Regions from separate parts of the Zea mays genome. Here region 2 is linked to region 1. Evidence: chromatin contacts called from public Hi-C data. All regions are on one chromosome and are shown on one strand. The core of a region is the stretch at or near the end of the contact, and the rest is flanking DNA. Distances in the headings are between cores, read along the strand shown.

What was found. A called contact is a pair of places that touch in the nucleus more often than the background predicts.
Region 2: a Hi-C map of tassel shows a contact between it and region 1, with 2.1 times the contacts expected there. The contact joins two enhancer-like sites. A contact is called at or near these places in 2 of 25 Hi-C or Micro-C datasets (ear and tassel).

Annotation. Positions count from the first base shown.
Region 1 is chr7:112,004,865-112,011,956 of Zm-B73-REFERENCE-NAM-5.0, forward strand. No RefSeq gene overlaps it. Among protein-coding and RNA genes, the nearest start is that of LOC100280930, 90 kb to the left of the region's middle. Within about 2 kb of position 3,522, at least 10 of the 20 cell types and tissues checked have an H3K27ac peak or open chromatin away from gene starts, as enhancers often do. A contact at or near this core is called in ear and tassel, where this site is marked.
Region 2 is chr7:112,145,798-112,152,889 of Zm-B73-REFERENCE-NAM-5.0, forward strand. No RefSeq gene overlaps it. Among protein-coding and RNA genes, the nearest start is that of LOC103632712, 110 kb to the right of the region's middle. Within about 2 kb of position 4,419, at least 15 of the 20 cell types and tissues checked have an H3K27ac peak or open chromatin away from gene starts, as enhancers often do. A contact at or near this core is called in ear and tassel, where this site is marked.

The DNA of each region.
Region 1 (7,092 bases), core at 2,272-4,771:
GTAAAGGAAGTGAAGTATATTGGTAAATGCAGCATGCCATATACATTGCATGATTCACTTGCATCTGAAGTTTTGTCGTCACCTATGGTCCGGCCGTACCGGTACAACTTAGCATCGTACGTTGCCCGAGAAGGGGTACGATGCGGCTTCATACCCTTAGATGTATGAAGGCAGAGGACATATGCATTGCATTCATATGCATTGATTGAAGTGATATTTGCAGATGATGTGGTTTTATACCCTCAGAGGTATGAAGGCAGAGGACCTACACATTGCATTCCTATGCATACATTGAAGTGATATTTGCAGGTATTGTTGACGTAGGGAAGTGTTATACAACCTATTGTGATTGTTCGAGAAAATGTGATGGTATTGGTTATATTGGGACTATTGAGTTCTATATCTACAAGTATTTATGATCTTATTTGTGATTCCTGTAAAATGTTGATTATTTCATCTTGTGGTTTAAATATCTCGTCAAAACAATTTACTTGCTGAGATGTTTCATCTCACTCTTGCATTACTCAATGCAAGTGCTTGATGCTCATCAAGGGGAGTAGGGAGTAGCGGCACGTGGCACACACTGTTTAAAGAACCAAATAATTAACTTTGGTTATTGACTTTTGAGGTTCATATTTTAAAGTATGGTGTAGGCATAAGCTGGTTCATTCGTGGTTAATTGTCCTTGATGAGAACTATATCATACTAGTATAATTCATTTTGTATTGATATATCTCTTTTGCTTCTGCGATGCTTATAATTACAAAGGAGACGCTGCCAAATTTTGTTTTGCTTAGTGTTCGGCTATTGGTAGTGAAGTCTAGTAGCATCTCGGGGTGTTTGGGGATCCCCGGGGTGTTACACCAGGTCATACCTTGCACCAACCCTCTGACTAAATTCGTGCTCCACACGTGACTGATGCAGAGCTGCATAAAGTTCGTCCTCATACTGATCATCCCCAAGATGGGTTCTTGCTACCTTATCTGCCCTCAGTTGCTGCCTAAACCTAGTCCTCTTCTTTTCTTTTATCTTATCTATATCAAGTTGAAAGTATGTCTTTATGTCTAGACGAATAGAGGAACATTTCTTGACATTTTTCCCTCTATGCACGAGATGCTCCTTCAATCGGGTACCAACCCCTCCACTATTTGTTTCTCTACAATACTTGCATTTGAAACATGCGCTAACCTTCTCTCCGTGCAACCAGACTCTATCTCTATCTCTATCTTCATCCGACATGTCTCCTACATTTGTGGTAAAAATAATGCAAGTATGCAACACATTAGTAGCAAATAATATTACCAGATACATATATAACTAAATATTAATAATACTTACATATATAACTCAACATTAACAATACTAACATATATAACTAGTACTAACTACACATTAACAATACTAATATATAACTAGTATCTAACGGTAAATCATCTTCACATAACATCTAACATACACAAATTTGAAACGCTAAATCTAAAACATATTATTGAGACTAAACCCTAAACCTTAAACATCACGAAACTAAATCTGAACTATAAATATGTAGTGTAGAACTAAATACTGGTACTAAATCTGGTTTACCGGGTCAAAAACATGGTTTACCTGATGCCAGTAGCGGTTAAACGCCGGTTCGGGGCGGTTTACCGTCGGTTTGGCTCCTGGCTCCCAGCAGAGCGTCGGGTTGGAGTGGTTAACCGGCTGAAGAAGTTGGTTTACCGGCTCAACAGAGTGGTTTACCGGCGATCACGCGCAGTTGGTCACGCGCGGTTAACCGTGGCGCGAGGAAGAGGTGGTCACGTGCGGGCGAGGCCGGTAAACCGACTGCGCAGGCGAGATTCGCCGCCTCCGGGCCGGTAAATCGCGCCTGGGCGCCGATAAATGCAACCGCGGCGGTTTTGGAGTGGGAGGCGAACAGAGAGGGTGAGGCGAAGTGGGGAATGTGAGGGAAGGAGGAGAGGTATTGTTAATTTTAGATATTTTATTAACAAGTTAATGGGTTTGGTAACGGGTCTAAACATTTTTTTTTATTTTTTCAACGGACTAAACGAGACTAAATTTGAATATCTTGTATATCGGATTACTCACTAGAACATGTAGTTTTTTTATCATAATTGTTTTTTCAATTTTAACATTTTTTTAAAAAAATTAAATTTTAAAAATATACATGTAGTAAACCGATACCGTCCATCGGCAGGTTTGGTAAACCGAGCGCTTTACCGCCGGTTTCCACCGGTTTTGTAAACCGTGCTTGACACCCGATTCGGATAGTGGTAGTCACCTTAAAAAATATATCACCTTTGTTGTGTGTTTTTAGGTAGCTCTATATAGCTGTAGGCTAGCACATCTTCTTGCCGGCTAGTCGTCTGCACTATAGAAACCTTAGAAACTTGGTCCGGCAATACTTCAGATACACTATAAGATATAATTTGACAGCCGTTCACTATTTTTCTGTAAATTTAGTGAAAAGTTAGATGAAGCTAACTTAGCGCAGAAGTAAAATGACTTAACATTTATCCGCCAAAATACCATGAATGCACCTGTATGTAAATATTTGGTTTTTTAGAAACACGTCGTTTTGTTCATTACAAAAACTTGAACAATTTGTGTCATGAAAATTAAACCACACGCGCGCGAAGCCTTTAAGTCGATCTTACAATCCCCCCCCCCCCCCCCCCCCCCCCCCCGATTGGTATATATGGTCATATATATAGATCATGTGTCCCTCTATAGGTAGCTAGTTGATTAAACTAGTAACAGACAACAATGAGCTGTAGACATATAGCTAGAATAAAAAATTTACGAGTAGCTTCTCCGGATGCAGAATAAAACCCTTCCTCAAATCTTCTACTACCGGCCGGCGCCCCCTCGCATGTCTTCCCCCAAGATATTCCGTCTAATCCAGGTTCAGCCCTGTCTGGGATTATTACTCTATGTCACCGCCAAATATTAATGACCAAATCGATGCACAAGCACGCATAGTATGTGAATGTATGCGCCAATGCAAGTTGACTCTCTGCTGCGCTCATCACATGAGCATCATGGCTCCAAACCCCAAGGCTCCATCGGGCAAACCCTAGCTTGCATGCCTTGCTTAGTACACACACGCCTTGGGAACAACTCCCTCGTCTGAAATGTATATTATCTTCTTTACTTTCAAGTGCAAATCCCTATTCCTTTTTGGCCATTTTCTCGAGCAGATCCAAAGCATTCTGGTTAGGACGACGGAGGAGGACAGGACCCTGCGCTGGGTCGTCGTCTGAAATATATATGAGAAGTAATGTTAAAAACGTCAGCATTTGCGCGCATTGGTCATGAATGAAATGACGAGAGTAAAACAGAGCCGCGGTAGGGAAGACTAAACATGAAATGGACGACGTGACTTGACAATAATGTACGTACAGCTTTTACAACCAACACACACACAGGGATCAAATTACCAGCACTACGTACGGTACACTGCGGCCATATAGTGCCCAGCTATTTAAGGAGGGGAAAAAAACTGTTGATGATAGATGAGGGGTAGCTGGGTGTTACTGTTCAAGCCATAACACAGCCACTAGCGAGTACTATACCTCACCCCTCTCTATCCTGTCCTCGCTAAGAAAACTTCTCTAGGCGATGCATGCATACATGTATGCAAGCCGAGACACAGCGCGCGCACAGGGGGAGAGACACTACCATATGGCTGGAAGGATCATAACTCGTGCATGGCACTACTACGCACAGTCGATGCTTGCAGTTGCAGCAGGGGCCGTGTATTTATGAGAGGTTTTCGGAGCGAGCGCATGCATCATGTGCATCATGCATTCATGATCGATCGATCCCATATATCCTATCGTATCCATGGATGTCTCGTCTCTCGGATCGGAATGGTGGATGGACAGTGGACTGCATGCACGCCTGTGCGCGCGGACGACTGCATGCAGCGCGCGTCATCTACATCTACGGTGCTGCATCTGCATGCATGCATGCATGGCGCGGAGGACGTACCATAGACCGCAACACAGACAGCAGTACAGCACCCTCCCTGACCCCGCACCGCCTCGAGTTGCGACCCCGCGCATGCGCGTTCCTCGCAGGTGCGCACACGCATCCGCAGCATCTCTCCATGCAGCCACACATGCTTGTTTCCGTAGGAGCCACCAGATCGAGCATGAGATGCATGCAGTCGTCGTCGCTGCTACAGTCTCTGCACTGAAGTACTGAACAACACACACACACACAGAAATACTGGTGCCGAGATCGATGATCAAGCATGCATGCATGTCTGCAGCTAGATGCTATAGTGCATGCATGTAGTATATACCAGCCTGTGGCCCTGTGGGATCTCTCTGCCCGTCATCATATACACGTTGCCCCGTGATGATTGTCCACAGCCTACAAGGTAGCTAGCCATCCATGCACCATGCAGCACAGCCCCTACTCAATGTGTCCTACAGACAGGAGCGCGCGGCAACGGAAGAATATAATGGAAAGAAGAAGGACCTCTACAAAACAATCGGTCGAAACGTGTATAACTATCGGTCGAGGCCGGTGGCGTCGTGTACGTGGTAGCTAGGCACAGAGCCAGAGACACGACAATACGTATAGCCTTTGGGGGAAAAGGGGTACGACTCATCATATCCATCCAATACTAGGTTTTAGCTGCTTGTATCTATGTCTTCCAAATATTATTTTCATGTTTTCTGGTCAGCGAGCTCTCTCCAACCATTCTGGCTGCTATACACACATCTTCTTTTTCCTGTATTTTCTAGAATATATTTTATGAAAAAAATTCAAATTACTTCACTCACTTATGGACGATATATGCATATAACTTAGCCTAGAAAAAATATTTTACGATTTTTATAATATTTTTTCGATAGGTTAAAGATTAGAAAATATAGTAAATTTAATGGTATACAACTAAATGTGAAATAATAATAAAAATTCTATGTTAAGTTACGGCATTAGCTACTAACCAATAAAATTTGAACTAAAATCTCAGTTTGTACATAATAAATAAAAAAGACAAATTTTGTTAAGGGGTGGATTGAACCAACTCAAATATATGGAGGGGCAAATTGAATTAAAAAGTACTTTTGTGGGTTATATGAATATTGTACTTTAGAATTTTTCCTATATTTTACTATATCTCCCTAAGGCCTTGTTTGGTTGCATGGAGATCGGAGGGATCGAGGTGATTAAATTCCTTTCTATTCAATTTTGATTAGCAATAGATTTAATCCCTTTCAATCTACTCCTAACCAAACAAGCCCTAAAAGATTCCCCTACATATAAGACGTCTCCAACCATTCCCTCTCTATACAACTCTCTCTATACACCATAGCTCAGTTATTATTTATTTATTATTTTTGATTTTTTTAAAAAAACACATACAATATTATTATAAAGTTGCGGGCTTAAACAGAATTAATATCAAAAGAAACAATGTAATTCTAGCCTCTCTATATATAACAGGATCTAGAAACCCTCCATAGAGGCAATGGGACATGATCCTATCACATAGAAACAAAGTCATTCACATCTAAGCGCAGAGCATCCAACATGATCTAATCTGATTGGTCATATAGACATAGTCCCTCATATATGCAATATAATCTTCAACCAACCCATACAAAACGTAGGGTACAACAATTTGTTTGCCTAAACCTATCTAAATGTTATGTTATTTGTCATGTACACCATCACAACCCATTCTTCATGTCCTTTCTAAAATAAACCCACCATAGGGAACAACCTATGGTGGACCATGCGGTATTAAACACCAAAAATTGTGCCACATCTAGTGTACAATGAACATGTCCGGTGCATTATCGGAGCCTCCATCCTTTTTGCAACCTCTATTATAGAAATATCTCATGTTTGGTGCATGAGATATGGTGCACACCTTGATGTTCGATGCCCCTAGTTGCAATTGCCCTTCTTTTTCACACAACATTGTTGGTATCTAGTGCCTTGTTTTGTGCCACACTAAACTCATCTAGTGCTATCGAGCAACATTTGTTTATCTTCATTTCATCATGTGTGTTCATCTAGGTTTATTCCACCCTATGTCTTGGAACCTTACACATACTTGTAGGTCTTCATCAAGGATTCTAATGTCTTAGATTTAGGTGTTGATCATCTATAGCACCCATTTTCCTAAGTCCAAGTCCACTTTACATCCAATTTAAATACACAAAATACGTCAAAAATTACTTTAGTCCAAATGGTCTTGATCATCATTAAACACCAAAACAAAACTTAAATGGACCATAGGATCCATTTTCCTTACAATCTCTTCCTTTTGGTGACTGGTGTCGGGGACCATAATTAGGGGTACCCCCAAGACTCCTAATCTCAGTTGGTAACCCCCATCAGCACAAAGCTGCAAAGGCCTGATGGGCGCAATTCGGGTCAAGGCTCCGTCCACTCAAGGGACACGATCTCGCCTCGCCCGAGCCCAGCCTCGGGCAAAGACAGCCGACCTAGGAGGATTCACGTCTCGCCCGAGGGTCCCCTCAAGCAACGGGCACACCTTCGACTCGCCCGAGGCCCAGCTCGGGCAGGCTTCGCGGAGAAGCAACCTTGGCCAGATCGCCTCGCCAGCCGACCGGATCGCAGGAGCATTCAATGCAAGGATCGCCTGACACCTTATCCTGACGCGCGCTCCTCAGTCGACAAGGCCAAAGTGACCGCAGTCACTTCGCCCCTCCACTGACTAACCTGACAGGAAAACAGCATCGCCTGCCCTGCTCCGACTGCTGTGCCACCCGCCAGGGTGAGACTGACAGCAGCCAAGTCCAGCCTCGGGCGCCATAGGAAGCTCTGCCTCACCCGACCCCAGGGCTCGGACTCAACCTCGACACCGGAAGACGGTCTCCGCCTCGCCTGACCCCAGGGCTCGAACTCCACCTTGACCTCGGAAGACGGTCTCCGCCTCGCCCGACCCCAGGGCTCGGACTCAACCTCGACCTCGGACGACGGACTCCGCCTCGCCCGACCCCAGGGCTCGGACTCAGCCTCGACCTCGGAGGAATCACCGCCTCGCCCGACCTTGGGCTCGGATCGACCACGCTACAGGGGGGCCCATCATTACCCTAGCCC
Region 2 (7,092 bases), core at 3,169-5,668, 140 kb after region 1:
CCATTGGATTATAATCTAATTATGTTCATCAAAGTCATAGGAAAGTGCTCAAGAAAGTCCAAGTTGAATGGAGGAAGAAGAGCTCAAGAAGGTCAATTTGGTTGTTGTCTGTGGCACACCGGACCGCATGCGCAGAGAAGGCAGTAGTAGGCCTAGTCGACATAGTGCACTGGACCTTGGGTCCATGTGCACCAGACTTCCTACAGAGAAGAATCCACTCTCGGGTTTTAGAGTTAAAAATCACTAACCTCGGTCCGGTGCATCGGACTGCCTGTGTCCAATAGCAACCCCTATGGAGCAATGGTCAGCTAACGACCAGCTAACGTGGCCACCAGTCCGGTGGCGCATCAGACTGGTCTGGTGCCACCTCGAGAAGGAAGAATCGAGTCAAGATCTTCGAGTCAATGCTACTATTAGAGGTCCGGTGGTGCACTAGATCAGTTCGATGTGCCCATGGATAGAGACCTGCCAGTTTGTTAGCAACAACTATTTTAGTCCTTGGCGCTATAAATAGACCCCATTTTGACCCCAACTACAACACCAAGGTGGCAATCAAATGTAGAACAGGTGCATACTCATTTCCTTCCCTATCTATTGTGTTTCTATTGTGGATCAAGTGTTTGGTGTGCGTATTATCCGAAAAGAGAGGTGTAGTGCTGCTGCAAGAAATATATAGTGAGCAAGATCTTGAGCAAAGGTTTTGTGTTGAGTTCATCTACCATTGAGATGCCAAGTTGTGCTAGCCTCGGTTCTGTTGTACTGTAACCTCATCAATATTATGGAAGTCTCGGTTTATCACCTTGCTGATAAACTTGAGCAAACAAAGGAAGGAGTTGAAATAGACTTCAAGCTAGATTGGGTACCTCCAACGTGGAGTAGGCAAGCATTTGAGGCCTAACCAAACCACGGGAAAATAGTTGTGTCCTTGTCTCTTTGTTCGATTTTGGTTTGCACTTCTACTCTTATATTTGGTATAAGTTTTCTGTGAAGTGCAAATTGTCTTTGGAACAAGAACATCTTTTTTCTGTGATCTACTCTACTTGTCTTGATTCCGTTGTATATAACTCTCCAAGTAGAGTAAGAAAGTTCTATTGAGTTAAGATTTTTAATTCGCCTGTTCACCCCCTCTCTAGGCGACATCTAGGTCCTTAGTACCTTTAAAGGGTACTTTCAATTGGTATCAAAGCTACGCTCTCCTTTTGTGGGCTTAGCCGTCCGGAGAAGACGATGTTGTATAAGGAGGTAACTCTAGAGATTCATCTTACAAATGGCTCTAATTATGCATCTTGGTTCGCTTGTATTCTTAAGGCTTTTAAGAGTGCAAATCCTTATTTAGAGCAGATTTGTGATAAGAGTATTTTGCCTTCTAAAATTAGTAGAATCCATCTAAGGGAACTAAGATGTTTGACTTTAAATCTTCCAGCTTGCAACATCTTAGTTGATGATCTTAGTAAAGATGCTTATTATACCATCATGACTAGTAATGATGATATGTTTGTTAATGTGCATGATCTTTGGACTAGAATTAAAATGAAGTATTCTAAGTCCAAATGCATTGTCTCTACTTCTTATCGTATTTGTACTACTAACCCTTTGAAGGAAGAAGAAGAAGAGCGATGGAGACCAAACGATAAATCCACCTCTACAAAAGGCTTGTTTGTCCATTCTGCTTTGCATGCTTTTGCTAATGATAATGCTAGGGAGAACGAGACAGATGATGTGGAAGAAGATGAGATACACTAGCTTTGCACTCATCTCAACAAGGAAGATAAGACAATTTTGATGAAATTGTTGAGAAGAGCGGAAGAACAAAGCAAGACGCTTCTCAAGCTAGAAGAGACCCTCATCAAGACAAAGAAAACCTAGAGAAGCTGACCAAAGAACATGAGGAGCTAAAGTGCTCTCGTGGTGATTTGGTCCAAAGATATGAATCATTTTTAATTGAGCGCATCAATAATGAGAATTAACTATCATGTATTGCTCAAGTTTAAGTTGATAATGCCATGATCAAGGATCAAGTAGAAATGCTAAAATTTGAAAAGGTAGCATTAGATGAAAACATGATATGCTTTCTTGTTTCATGAAAAATTAATTGATGATCACATCATGTTTAATAATGCTCATGAGGTTGTGATTACTAATGTAAATTCTTATTGACCTCATAAATGAACATGTGTTCAATTTGAAAATATATTACCATTGCTAACCTATGTTGCTCCCAAGTAAGCCAATGTCCGATTGAGCAACAAATTTCAGTTTTAAAAGAAAATAAGCTCATGGAAGAAGTCAGAAGGCTTAGAAGGAACATGAAGAAACTAAGGAGAAAGTGTTATGCTTGACCTCCTCAGATAACCATGGACGCACGGTGAAGAAGCTTGAGAAGGGAGAAACAATAACATACACCAAGCTCCATCTAGAGAAGAAATTTCCTGGAGCAACGAATCAAACTAACAACATGAGCAAGGATTAAGGTAACTATTCAAGTGTTCATGTTTATTGCGCTATCAATGTCTCCTTGTCCTCCAAGAGTAGAAAGAGGAGAAAAGACATGAGATGCTTTAGATGCAAAGATAAGGGCTACACGATTGCTTCATGTCCTCACATGGAGAATAAGATCCATGTATCACTAAAGATGATCATCGCGCACAAGGAAGAGCAACAAGAAGCAAATGCTGCACAAGACTGAACATTGCATTTTCTACAATTGCCATGAACTAGGTCATCTTAAAAAGGTTTGTACTAAGGGTAAAATTCCTAAGCCTAGCAAGTTCATTCATTCTTATTCGCTTAGGAAATCCAAATATTACACTTGTGCTAGAACGGTTATTAGTTCAGCCAAGTTTAGCACAAATGTTATTTGGGTATCCAAAGCCTTATTGGCTAATCTTGATGGACCCATCTCAAGATGGGTACCAAAATGTGCAAACTAGTCTTAACAGGAACATGGAGATGAATCGAAGGCTTTGGGATGCTTGAGCAGTTAAATCAAATTCTAAACTCAAGTTATTAATCTTACAATTGTCTATTACTTATGATTGACACAAAGATGAATTGTCATATCATGAACTTCATATTCATCTTGAGTTAAGTTGTGTTGTAGGATCAAAGATCTCAATAATGGTGAATTAAGATCAAAACCTACAAAATGCTAAATTCTAAAGGACGGTAACATATAATCTTAAGTGTTCATTTCTTTCAATTGGTATAACCCTTGTGTCTTGAGTAGTCACATAGGAAAATTTGAAGCAGTTGAGAATGTTCTTTAAATGTTTTGCCTTCTTTTGGAAAGATCCATCTTATTATAGATTGTGTATGCTTTAATTCGTCTGTTGTTGCAATCCACATTCTATTCATGCCATAGTGTTATTTCTATCATTTAGTCTGTCGTTTGGTATATCGTTTTTACGATTGCCTAGACATAAAGAGAATGATCCCAAGCTCTTAATGGAATAAAGTGCTTCGCATGAAATTCAAATTTTTAAAGCACTCATTAATGGAACTCTCTTTATGACTAGGATGGGTTTCGTTGGGCCTCCTTTGGGCTCAACTGGATTTTTTTTATTCTGAAAACCTTTATCATTGCCAGATTAAAACCGGATGCTACCTGTGATGAGCATTCTATAGTCGTATAGTAGTCTCGTTTTGAGTTGCTAATAGTCCTAGTCAATGAACAATGATCTCTCCCTCCGTGCGTCTCAAATTTGGGTCTTGTTGTGCTGTTGTTTTGTATGTATAATCCTATGATATGTACAAAATTTGAGTAAGGGATAAAAGAATATGTTTTCGGGAGTTTCGTAGCCACCGCATGCTAGGCCCATACATATTACTCTGGTACACATTATTTGTGCAATAACCAGGAGGTTGTTCGGAGTATTTTTAATTGGTTATATAGACAACATGGTAGCTACACTACACTACACCTTATCACACCCTGAAAGCTATCACCTAGCTAGTGACTGATCGGATCATATCACACATGCATGATGCACAAAGGATCCAGCCAAACACATGCATGGTATCCATCCACAATGGGCCAGCACACAGGTGGATGAGTGGGGCCGTGGGAGTTTGCTAGTAAAGGTGAAGCAAGACTAGATGGGGAGGTTGGAGGAATTTAAACTCCCATTGCCCTAGTCTTTTCAGCCAGCCTTTCATCAATTTGGTAGTAATCTTTTTCGATGATGGGGCCGGGAGCAGGAGAGGTGCGATGGAAAGAGCTTGTGGCTAGCCGCTGCTGTTGTTCTTTCTGTGCTGCCGCGCGCTGCTGCTGCTAGCTACGGAGTACTCCTAGGCTAGCTAGTTAGGTAGGAGGAACGCAGCAAGCAAAGAATATAATCTCATTCCCATGCGTTCCGTCCAGCCCATAGGCAAAGCCATCTCCTAGCTCCTCCTCCCGTCCAATCAGAAGGAAGCACGTGGGCAGGACACGACCAGGCTTTCCCGTTCCATCCTATCTGAACACGAAATCCAAGCTATAGGTAATACAGTAGTGTAGCTAGCAACCGCTTTTGTGTCACATGCATGGATGGCCGCCTTTCCAATAGATCTGCATGGTAGAGCATGGGTGTGGCATGGCATGGATCAGGGATCAGGGTCACCCCCACCGAAGGCATTGCTTGCTATATGCTAATAGGCAGTATACATGCTTTTGATGTTGACAGGGGACGGTGGTGCCAATGACATAAAGTGATTGCCATGTTTATTCCCAAACGACACTTTTAGCCTTTTACCAAAAGAGCTTTAAGAGATAGATTCGCTAGATAATATGCCGGTCCTGTCCTCGGAGTTGTCGGTAGGCGTCAAGTCAACAGAAGAAATACTCTAAGGATGTTATGTTTCAGATGGCTCTCCCCCTTCACGTTTTTTTAACCAAATAGGCTCAGCTCCACGTAAGTCTGCTTTAAAAAAGAGTAGAGTCAAGAGAGAGCATCCAAACTTTTAGTTTTTTTTAGCTAATCTATGATAGAGTTTGTGGAGCTAAGGTTAGTCATGTTTGACTAGCTTAGTTGTTGTGTGTTTGGCTTATAACCATAGTTGTGGCAAGGTTTTTCACCTTTTGCATAAATTCCACCGGTCAATGACTTGTAAAAATGTGGCAAGATTTCCTTTGACATTGCCAAGATGTGGTCGACAATTTGTGCGCCTAACCTTAGGCAAATGTGGAACAAAAAATATATAGCAATCTGTGGCACACCTTAGACATACAACCAAACACGCCAAGTCTCTAGCTATGGTTTCAGGCCAAGGATATAAAAGCGATTGAAGAGCTTCGATCTTTGTTCATTGAATCCTCATCGGACTACTTTGACTATCCATAGTTGAATCAAAAGTACATGGTGCTGAAGGTGATAGAAGCAAAGATTCGGCTGCGACGGCGAAAACCTTCCTCTACAAGTGATGCCTAAAAGGAGCCTCAGCTAAGAAAAGATGTGCATGCAGGCCTGTATGATGAAAATGTCATAAATTCACATCTCCAAGTATGGAGCTCTACTACATAAGCGAGAGGGGTAAAAAATTGTAATTTCATGGGAGGTTGTATAGGAGCTCGATCATGTAAATAGTTTACAATATAACTACCAAAACGGATCGGACCTTAATTTGACAGAATTTGTGCTTGTGGTTGTCCTCATGCCGTCGCGAGAGCTATCAGAGGCATAATTTATAATTCCAAAATTTATGTTTGTGATGGTTAATGTCTTTTATTTTTCTGTGTGCTCATGGTTCACATTTACTTATATTGTATGCTTCTTGTTGGAACTGTTACTTGATTTAAAAGTCGTAATAACCTCGCTCGAAGATGTCTGAATGATTATGCTTGTAAATGAAGAATGACATTCATCAATCATCAATGGATACATGGATAACGATTAGTCCGTTTCATTTTACCGGCCTCCTCTCCTCCTTTCGAAATATGAAAGGAGCAGATAATATATCGACATAATCATGTGTTGTGCTATTGTTGTTCTTTTGGAATTACTAATAGGTCTCCAACGACCTTCTTAGCAACTGATTTAATGAATAAGGTGTGTACCTCTTAGTTTCAAACGTCCATCCATATTATTCGCTAGAACTAAACAACCCCCATATGAGTGTGTGTGGGTGTTTGTTAAATATGTGGGCACTGCACAGATAGATTCCGAGCGGCCATAGATGGAGACCACAGGAAATAGGTCCATAGGACATCCGGTGTGTGTGTGCAGGGGTGGTCAAAAGGCATCGACATTAGGAATAGTAACAGTGTCACAGTAAAATAACGTTGCCCAAGATGGGGATGGCAAGGGAGGCCAGCGCTGAAAGAAGACACAGAGCGAGAGGCGCGGACAGACGGACGGACGACTCTCTCTGCTCTCTCTCTCGGGAGGAGAGGTGACAAAGAGGGACCGGAGAGAGACAGGCAATCGCATTGAAGCTGCTGGCAGTCGTCCACAGAGTATTTTACTGCTTTCCTCGACTATGACTTCTCTTTGTCAGACGAATTGCTGCAGCCTGGACGTGGTGCCTGCTGCTCAAGGAGATGGAGAGAGAAAGGACGGAGAAGAAGAAGAGAGAGAGAGAAAGAAACGCAGTGTAGCATGTCCAGTCTAGAGAGAGGAATACAGTAATATGGGGAGAGAGAGAGAGAGAGAGAGAGAGAGAGAGAGAGAGAGAGAGAGAGAGAGATAGGGGCTCTGCAGTCTGCTCGTGCATGTGTGTCCTGATGAGCGCGCGCGGAGAGCCGGCGACCGACCGACCGACCGACTCGCTGGCTAGAGAGCCAGCAGCAGGGGAGTAGTAAAAGAGCAACATCCCTGATATAAATACTACGTACAGTATGTACAGTATAGTCAGAGCGTGGGAGGGAGGGGAGAGAGAGAGAGCGCGTGTGTGCCAGCGTGAGGCCGTGCGAAATGATTTTGTAATCCATTGCTTTATGATTGAGCTCCTCCTTTCCCTGCCACTGCTCCCCTCTCTCTCCTCCTTTTCCTTCTCCTTTGTTTTTTTGACGCTGACACAAAAGAAGTCATGATGGCCTTATGATAGATGTGCATGTAGCAGTATGACCGATTGCATCTTCTTCCTTCCACCACCCACCGCCCCTTCTCTCTCTCTTTC